Linked DNA regions of Mus musculus: region 2 is linked to region 1. Evidence: chromatin contacts called from public Hi-C data. All regions are on one chromosome and are shown on one strand. Each heading gives the region's core, a stretch centred on a gene start, on an enhancer-like site or on the middle of the called end of the contact. The rest is flanking DNA. Distances are from core to core; before and after follow the strand shown. Region 1 overlaps Nars2 (asparaginyl-tRNA synthetase 2 (mitochondrial)(putative)). Region 2 overlaps Gab2 (growth factor receptor bound protein 2-associated protein 2).

Evidence for each region. A called contact is a pair of places that touch in the nucleus more often than the background predicts.
Region 2: a contact with region 1 is called in a Hi-C map of bone marrow-derived macrophages, with 18 read pairs. The contact joins two enhancer-like sites. A contact is called at or near these places in 2 of 484 Hi-C or Micro-C datasets (bone marrow-derived macrophages and nephron progenitors) and 1 of 115 datasets of contacts at active chromatin or transcription factors (microglia).

The regions. Positions count from the first base shown.
Region 1 is chr7:97,004,482-97,008,443 of GRCm38.p6, reverse strand. The region is part of intron 6 of Nars2 (asparaginyl-tRNA synthetase 2 (mitochondrial)(putative)); the gene reads right to left. Among named protein-coding and RNA genes, the nearest start is that of Nars2, 55 kb to the right of the region's middle. Within about 2 kb of position 2,258, at least 3 of the 459 cell types and tissues checked have an H3K27ac peak or open chromatin away from gene starts, as enhancers often do. A contact at or near this core is called in bone marrow-derived macrophages, where this site is marked.
Region 2 is chr7:97,250,076-97,254,037 of GRCm38.p6, reverse strand. All of the region lies in intron 2 of Gab2 (growth factor receptor bound protein 2-associated protein 2), which reads right to left. Among named protein-coding and RNA genes, the nearest start is that of Usp35, 80 kb to the left of the region's middle. Within about 2 kb of position 2,242, at least 37 of the 459 cell types and tissues checked have an H3K27ac peak or open chromatin away from gene starts, as enhancers often do. A contact at or near this core is called in bone marrow-derived macrophages, where this site is marked.

The sequences.
Region 1 (3,962 bases), core at 1,009-3,508:
AGCTGGAGTCATGCACAGTCTACTCTGCTCTTAAACCTGCCATAGTTCTGTGAGGTATCGGGACGTATCTAAGCTCTGTGCCTTAATCCATTCCTTCCTTGTAGGCAGCTCTGGTTTAACCTGACCTGTCTTGTGAGTTCTGAGTCCAGGCAGACTCATTCACTATCTCAACTCACTTGCTTTCTGAGAACTTTAGTTTTATTCTGTTGTAAAACAACTTGAAAATTACCTGTCAGCTGTTTCTTCCAGGTCACACTACTTTAGCTAGACCTATCCTCCAGAGGTCCCAGCTGTCAGTACTGCTACCAGCAGAGTACCTAACAATTGAGTGCCCACACTGTGACAAATTTGAGACTTTACAGGTACCCAATTAATTCTCACAACAGCTCTGAATGGTAATTGTTATAATTTGTGTTTATAGATTATAAGTGGAGTCTCAGACATTAAGCTTATTAACTATGAAAAGAAGACAGAATTCCAGTTTAACTCTCTGACTGCATTTACTTCAGCTAACAGGACCATTTATTTGGGTGGCATGGTTATCCTAGCATCTTAGTAACCCTCTCCGTGCTCAATACCCTTCTGGATGTCCAACAGTTACATATGACTTAGGTGAAGAGTAAAGCCACTGTTGAGTAAATGAGTAACCACGGTTGTTTTTAAGGAAAACTAGTGAGGAAAAAAAAAAATCAAAATGACAAAAACTATTCTCAATCTAACTAAAATTCCTCAAGCACAAAGCATATACAGATTTTTTTTTCTCCTAAAAAAGTAATTAAAACTACCTGAGCAATTTGGACAGTAACTGAAAGAAGTAACAATATTTGCTTTACTTTTTATAAATATAATCACTGTATGTATGGACCTAATTACTAAGGATTAGTTTAATGTTCCCTAGTTAACTAATCAATAGCTGCTTCTTGACAGCACCAACAGGCATTGCACTTCATGAACAGTAAGTTCTATGTCTACCATCCCTCAAAGGATAGACTGGAGGCTCTCTCTCTCTCTGTGTGTGTGTGTGTGTGTGTGTGTGTGTGTGTGTGTGTGTGTGTGTACATGTGTGTTTGTATATATCCAGAGGCTAGAAGTCAACCCCAGGTATCATTCCTTAGGTGTCAACATACCAGGTTTTTTGTTGTTGTTGTTTTCTTTTTCTTTGTTGGTTCATTTAAAAATATTTTGTTGTTTTTGAGACAATCTCTCCCTAGCCCAGATCTCCCTAAAGAGCTAGCTAATAGTCCCCAAGGATCTACTTGTCTTTGATAACCTAGTGCTAGGATTACCATCATGCACTGCTATCCCCAGCTTTTACACACACGGGTTCTGGGAAATTGAACTTGGGTCTTTGTACTTGCATGGCAAATACTTTACTGACTGAACCATTTCCCGAGCCTAAAGGAGTGAACCTTATGATATGTCAATAAAGTTGTTCTTAAAAATATATAATTTACTCATCTGTCCTTATAGAAAGCCATGAAGCTAACTTTAACACCTATAAAATAATCCCTCTTCTGTCTTCCTATGCTAAATACACCCAGAATCTTCAACTACTTCTTTGGCTTATAGTGTCCTTCATTATCCCTGCTGGAGTACGGCAAAGTCATAACTCTTTCATAGATTCTAAAAACCTGGAAGTTGATAAAGGAATAGGACAGAGAAGCTATGCAGTTTTCTATATTTTGATGATTTGTCTAAACATAATTCACTCAATAATACATGCAGCAGAACAAAAGATAATCCAGAGACAAATAGAGAAAACATGTACTGCAAAGCTAAAGATTATATATTATAGATGCTCTATAATGAGGAGAAAACTGAACTTATGTGGTTTTAAGAATACAAAAGCAAGGTATAATATCAAATATAAAAGTCTTAACCATTAAATATGAATGTCATTTTAAAATATAATGTCATGTAGATATTAAAATAATATTACCTCTAAATTACGTTCAAAACTGGCAAGGTCAAGGTCCCTTGAGATCTGCTCTTGTGAATAGGACAATCTTTTAAATAATGGCTACCAGAATTACAACTCCTTATTTAATGCATGCCTTGTTCAATAGAGTCTATGAGGTAATAAATATTTGTGCATCTAAATAACCATGAACCCATGAGGTATCAAGTAATGAAAAGACACAGAGAAACCCCAATGCATACTATTAAGGAAAAAAGCCACTCTGAAAAGGCTGCATAATGTATGACTCCAAGTATGTAGCAGTATAGAAATGGGGAACTACAGAGATAGAAAGCAGACCGATGCCAGAATTCCCACAGCAGGGCAGCTATTCTGTATGTGGTAATGGTGGATACATGTCAAAGGGCACAGAGAACACAACACTAAGAATGAACGCTCACATGAACTACAGGTTTCAGGTGGTGATTATGTGTCAGTGTAGACTTATGAAAGGGAGAGATGATAATAATAAAGGTGGAAAACAAACATAAAAACAAAAGGAAAAAACTGAGACTTCCTGTAGTATCAGGATATGAAAGAACTCATGGGATAGCAGACACATAAAAGGCAGAGAAGACTCACTGGGTACTAAGTTTTCCACAGCTTAAGTACTTTAGAAACTAAGTGGATAAAACAATATTAACTCAAGCTGAAGGACAGATGCACCTGAGTACACTCTGATGAAAATGACAGACTAAATAAAAAAGAACAAGCCCTCTGTACAGAATTTCAGATATCCTCCCACACCAAGGAGCACTGGGGAGTGTCATTTCCTACACTGCAAGCTCTCACCCTAGTAGAGTTAGGACTCTCTTAGACAGAACAGAGTCAAGAAAGAAGGCAGGACACGTTTTCTGAAGAGATCTCACAATCATTAGGAGTGTAACTGTGCAGTCAACAGCACCACACACAACACATGCTCCTTTAGAGGCTGCAAGGAGAAAAGCAGAGGCAGGCGGAGCTCTGAGCTCAAGGCCAGCCTGGGCTACAAAGTGAGTTCCAGGACAGCCAGGGCTACACAGAGAATACACCCTGTCTTGAAAAACCAAAAAAAAAAAAAAAAAAAAAAAAAAAAAAGCACTTTATCTCTGTGCTAGGCTTTCCAAAAACCTGCATGATCCAGGTTTGGAGAAAAACATCAGATGAACTAAGATTAGGTTCCACTCTACAGGTCATGCAAAACGAAGAATGGGAAAGGGCAACAGACAAGAAGAAGCTTGCGAACAAGACAACTACATTTCAGATGTCTTGACCTGAATCCAGGAAAAAGAAGACAGTATTAACAGAGAAACTAGTGAAACCCAAATATAGCATCGAATCTGCTTAACACTTGCTCATTAACATTACGCTCTTCAATTTGACAAATGTTTCACAGTAATGGAAGGTGAGAGGGAACAGCCAGGGGGAGGTAGGAACTACACTGCATCTCTAACCTGTCTATATACATCCAGAGACGATTCCAGAACAGCATCTATTTAAAGAATGAAAAACCTTGAAGACAGTCATAAACCCATTAGACTAACAGAGGTTCTTTGGAAAATGCTAGCCTTCTAAATTTAACCACACTTATGCCTTCTAACAGTCTTTTTATAAATTTAAACAAAACACAAAGCTAAGAGAAAGAACGATAAAAATTTCCTACTAGAGTAAATCACAAAACATGATGTACTGTATGTTAATAGTGCTAGAACTATGCATATTAAATTAGGAACATTTGCATGACATTATTAGAAATACATATTATAAATTTAAGACCTAATATTTCACAAATTAATCCTTCATCAAGTTTCATTATACACTGTAGATCACTGTACTTTACTGACAAAGAGGCGTGTTTATTACAGTAACACTTTTATAATACAAGGGTTTGGTAAACTTACATCCCATACACGATCCTTCTGAGGGAGCGAGACCTTACCTCTACCAGTATAGGTTAAAGAAATTAGTACTGTTTGGTTTGCTTTGAGACAATGCATCCTAGAGCCCAAGCTGGTCTCAGGTATAT
Region 2 (3,962 bases), core at 993-3,492, 250 kb before region 1:
AAGGGCTGTTGTGAGCCTTGAGCCAGGCAGTTGGTGGGCACCTCTAGTCCTAGCTCCTTGGAATATGTTGAGGTGTTAGGATTGCTAAAACCCAGAAGTTTGGAGACCAGCCTGAGCAACACAGTGAGACTCTAGTTCAAAAACAAATAGGCAAAACAACTACAAAAACAACAAAGAAACTAGAATAAAATAAAATGAACTATAGTAGCAACAAAACCCCATGAAGGCTGTCTGAAGATCATAGAGAAGGCAGCAGAAATTTATTAGCCATACATACAACAGATATTTAAAACATGCAAATGGTAGCTTACAACCATCTGATCTGATGCCCTCTTCTGGTTGTCTGAGGACAGCAACAGTGTACTCACATACATAATATAAATAATTTTAAAAATACTGTCTATACTCTAGTTTTAAGGAGGTTCTTAGTCTTCATAATAATATTGTAAAGATTTTAAAATTTTACTGATGAAGATCAAAATTGAGGCAGAGAAACAAGCCAACTTAACTGATATGTTAAGATTAGACTTAGCTGGGCGTGGTGACCTTTAATCCTAGCACTTGGGAGGCAGAGGCAGGCGGATTTCTGAGTTCGAGGCCAGCCTGGTCTACAGAGTGAGTTCCAGGACAGCCAGGGCTACACGGAGAAACCCTGTCTCATAAAACCAAAAAAAAAAAAAAAAAAAATTAGACTTACCAACATAACATGATTCTACAGTACTATGCATGAAGTTGGATTTGTAAGGGCTGGGGGTGTATTCCCAGAGATAGAGTATCTGCCTAGCGTATAACAGCATCACAGCTTTGCTATTCAGAACCATAAGAAATCAATCAGCCTTCTACACTAATGAATACATGTTTGTATACATGCAGTGCCTTTTGTTTTTGGGACAGAGTTCTCCTATGTATCTCAGGCTGGCCTAAAACTGGGATCTCCCTGTGGCACCACATCTAGTTTATATATGAATATCTTAAAATGTAAGATGCTGTCACCATCAAGCATTCCTAATTGTTGACTAAGTGAGTTTTCATTCTACCTTTGCTAGCCAGCAGTACAACCTTCAACAGAACTGCTCCTCTGCCTTGACCTCTGGATGTGCTGTTATTTGAAGAGTTCAGAACTAAGTACTCTCTAAGGACCTTTCAAGATCTCCTATTCCAGAAGTCTTCTAGTCTATTCTATTTATTCCCTTTATCTTGGCTGGTTGTTCTGGATAATGAGATTTACAACCATGGAGAATTGTGGTCATTGTAGGCATTCAGAAAAGCGGGGAGGAGATGGTACACATATTAAATAAAAAAAGTTTTTTTTTTTTTTTTTTACTTTTCTCAATTAAATTTTTGTAGCAATGTTTCAATATGTAGAATTTCAGTTATTTTGGTCTAACTCCTATGAATAAAGTTAGAATTTCTTTTAAAAAGAATACATGTGAATAGTTTGTCTGTATTTTTGTATATGGACCAAATGCATGCCTAGTGCCTGTAGAGGTCCAAAGAGGGAGTCAGATCCCCTGGGACTGAATTTACAGAATTTTGACCTATTATGTGGGTACTGGGAATTGAACCCAGGTCCTCTGGATGAACAGCCAATGTTCTTGACTGCTGAACCATCTCTCCAGTCCTAAAGTTAGAATTTTTTGATGCTCCTTTCCTATTCCAACAATAGATTTCTCAAAACAACATTTGGAAATGAGTTAGAATTTTAAAACAAAATAGATTATACGACAACTTTCAAAGTTATAGTCAAACACTACAACTAAATAACTTAAGTAAACTGTAGCAGAATATCTATTTCAATTAGTGGCCAGATGGGGCTTGATATTGAAGCTAAATTCAGATATGTAATTAAAAACAATTAAATTTCACATTTGATATTAACCTAATTAAAAGAAACAGCAACTGTCAGACATAATTTGGCACAGAGTCAGACATTGTTCAATTAATAGTATGTAATCTTGCTAACAAGGAGGCAGAGCAACCACGAAGAGTCCAAGCGAAGTGTGGACTACAATCCCAGCACTTGAAAGTCAGAGGCAGACCAGCCTCAGGTATATGTCTCAAACCCAAACAAAGATAAGGGTTACAAAGGAAGTTTGGCTGAGACAACAAAAAAGCCTCCATGGTATAGGCTGACTGAGTAAACAGAACAGAAACTGAGGCATCGCTTAAAACTGTGGCTGCAGAGTCCAAGAGGAAGAGGAAACGTGTCCAGGGGAAGCAGAAGCAGAAGCAGAAGCAGAAGCAGATTTTCTTCAGAAATTCAGGTGGACAGACCACTGGAAACCCAGACACCTCCCAGTGGGCAGTGAGGCCTTGGGCAATGACTTAATGTCTGGAAAGACTCTGATCTATGAGAAGAACCAAATTAAAAACTGGACAGGTCCATTTGAGGTGAGATTGAAGACTGCAAAAAGGTTAACAGGGCAAAGAAAATGAGGCCAAAATCCCAGGGTTGATCCTAACTAGAACAGAGGAACAGGGCCAGAACTTACCAAAGGGGTGAAGGATCCCCCATAGCATAGATATCATGCTAGAGTGATATGTGCATATGCTGAATTTGATGGTGGAGTTCAGAGGTCTGGGGCATGTTTGTAGAAGCAGAAATGGAGACCAGAGGGGCTTGACACATAGCAGTACCTCCAAATCATGAATTCCAAATGCTCCTATTCTAGTCTTGTATTAAATCATAGCCTCTGGTTTTCATCTGTGTACTTTTAGAAATGGTCATTTAAAAATGAGGCTGCCCCCGGGCATGGTGGTTCATGCTTTTAATCCCAGCACTTGGGAGGCAGAGGCAGGCGGATTTCTGAGTTCGAGGCCAGCCTGCTCTACAAAGTGAGTTCCAGGACAGCCAGAGTTATACAGAGAAACCCTGTCTCAAAAAAACCAAAACCAAAACCAAAACCAAAACCAAAACCAAAAAAAACCCAAAAAAAAACAAAAATGAGACTGCCATTTTTAATGGTGTTAACTGAGAAAAGTATCATTTAGTAGGATTGTCATTTTACATATACAGAGAGGTTCTAGTGAATAAAATTAATTTCTAAAATTGGGTCACACTTAGTTTTATAAAACCAACTATATTTTCCTCATTTTTAAAATTTTGTTGTTAACTGATTAAATTTTTCTTAATTTAATACTGGCCTAGAGGTCCATGTTTTGCGGTATCTACCACAGCCAGTATTTTCACACTGTGTTCAAGCCTCTACAGAAAAGCATGGGAGAAAAACATTTAGGTCTTGTTCAACTTGTAATCTTCTTCTTCCCTTTCAGGTATTAAGATTTAAGATTGCATTTATGTTCATAGCAGCCTTAATTGTGATACCAGAAGCTGGAAACAACCTAGATGTCTCATGACAGAAGAATGGATACAGAAAATGTGGTTCATTTACACAATGGAATACTACTCAGCTATTAAGAATGAGGACATCCTGAGTTTTGCAGGCAAATGGATGGAACTAGAAAATATCCTGAGCGAGGTAACTCAGACCCAAAAGGACATGCATGGTATGCACTCACTAAGAAGTGGATAAGTACAGAATACCCGAAACTCAGTCCACAGAACTCAAAAAGGTCAACAAGTTGAAGTGTCCAAGTGAGGATACCTCAGTCCCACTTGGGAGGGAGAAGAAAGCAATCACAAGTGGGGAGGGAGGAAGGGACCTGGGAGGGAAAGTGAATGGGTAGGGGGAGTCTGAGGGAGAGGGAAACCTGATCTGGTATTGGGTGAGGTAAAAGGACTGAAGCCCTGAGGAAAAGCAGAAAGAATGGGAACAGGCAACCTTGGAAAACAGGACCCTCCAGAATGCACCAGAGACCTGGGAGGTAAGAGACTCTCAGAACTCAAAGGGAGGGACCTTAGATGAAATGCCTGACAGTAGGGAGAGGAACTTATAGAGCCCACCTGCAGCAGGAAGACAGGACATCAAGTGAGGGATGGGGTTGCCATCTCACAGTCACAT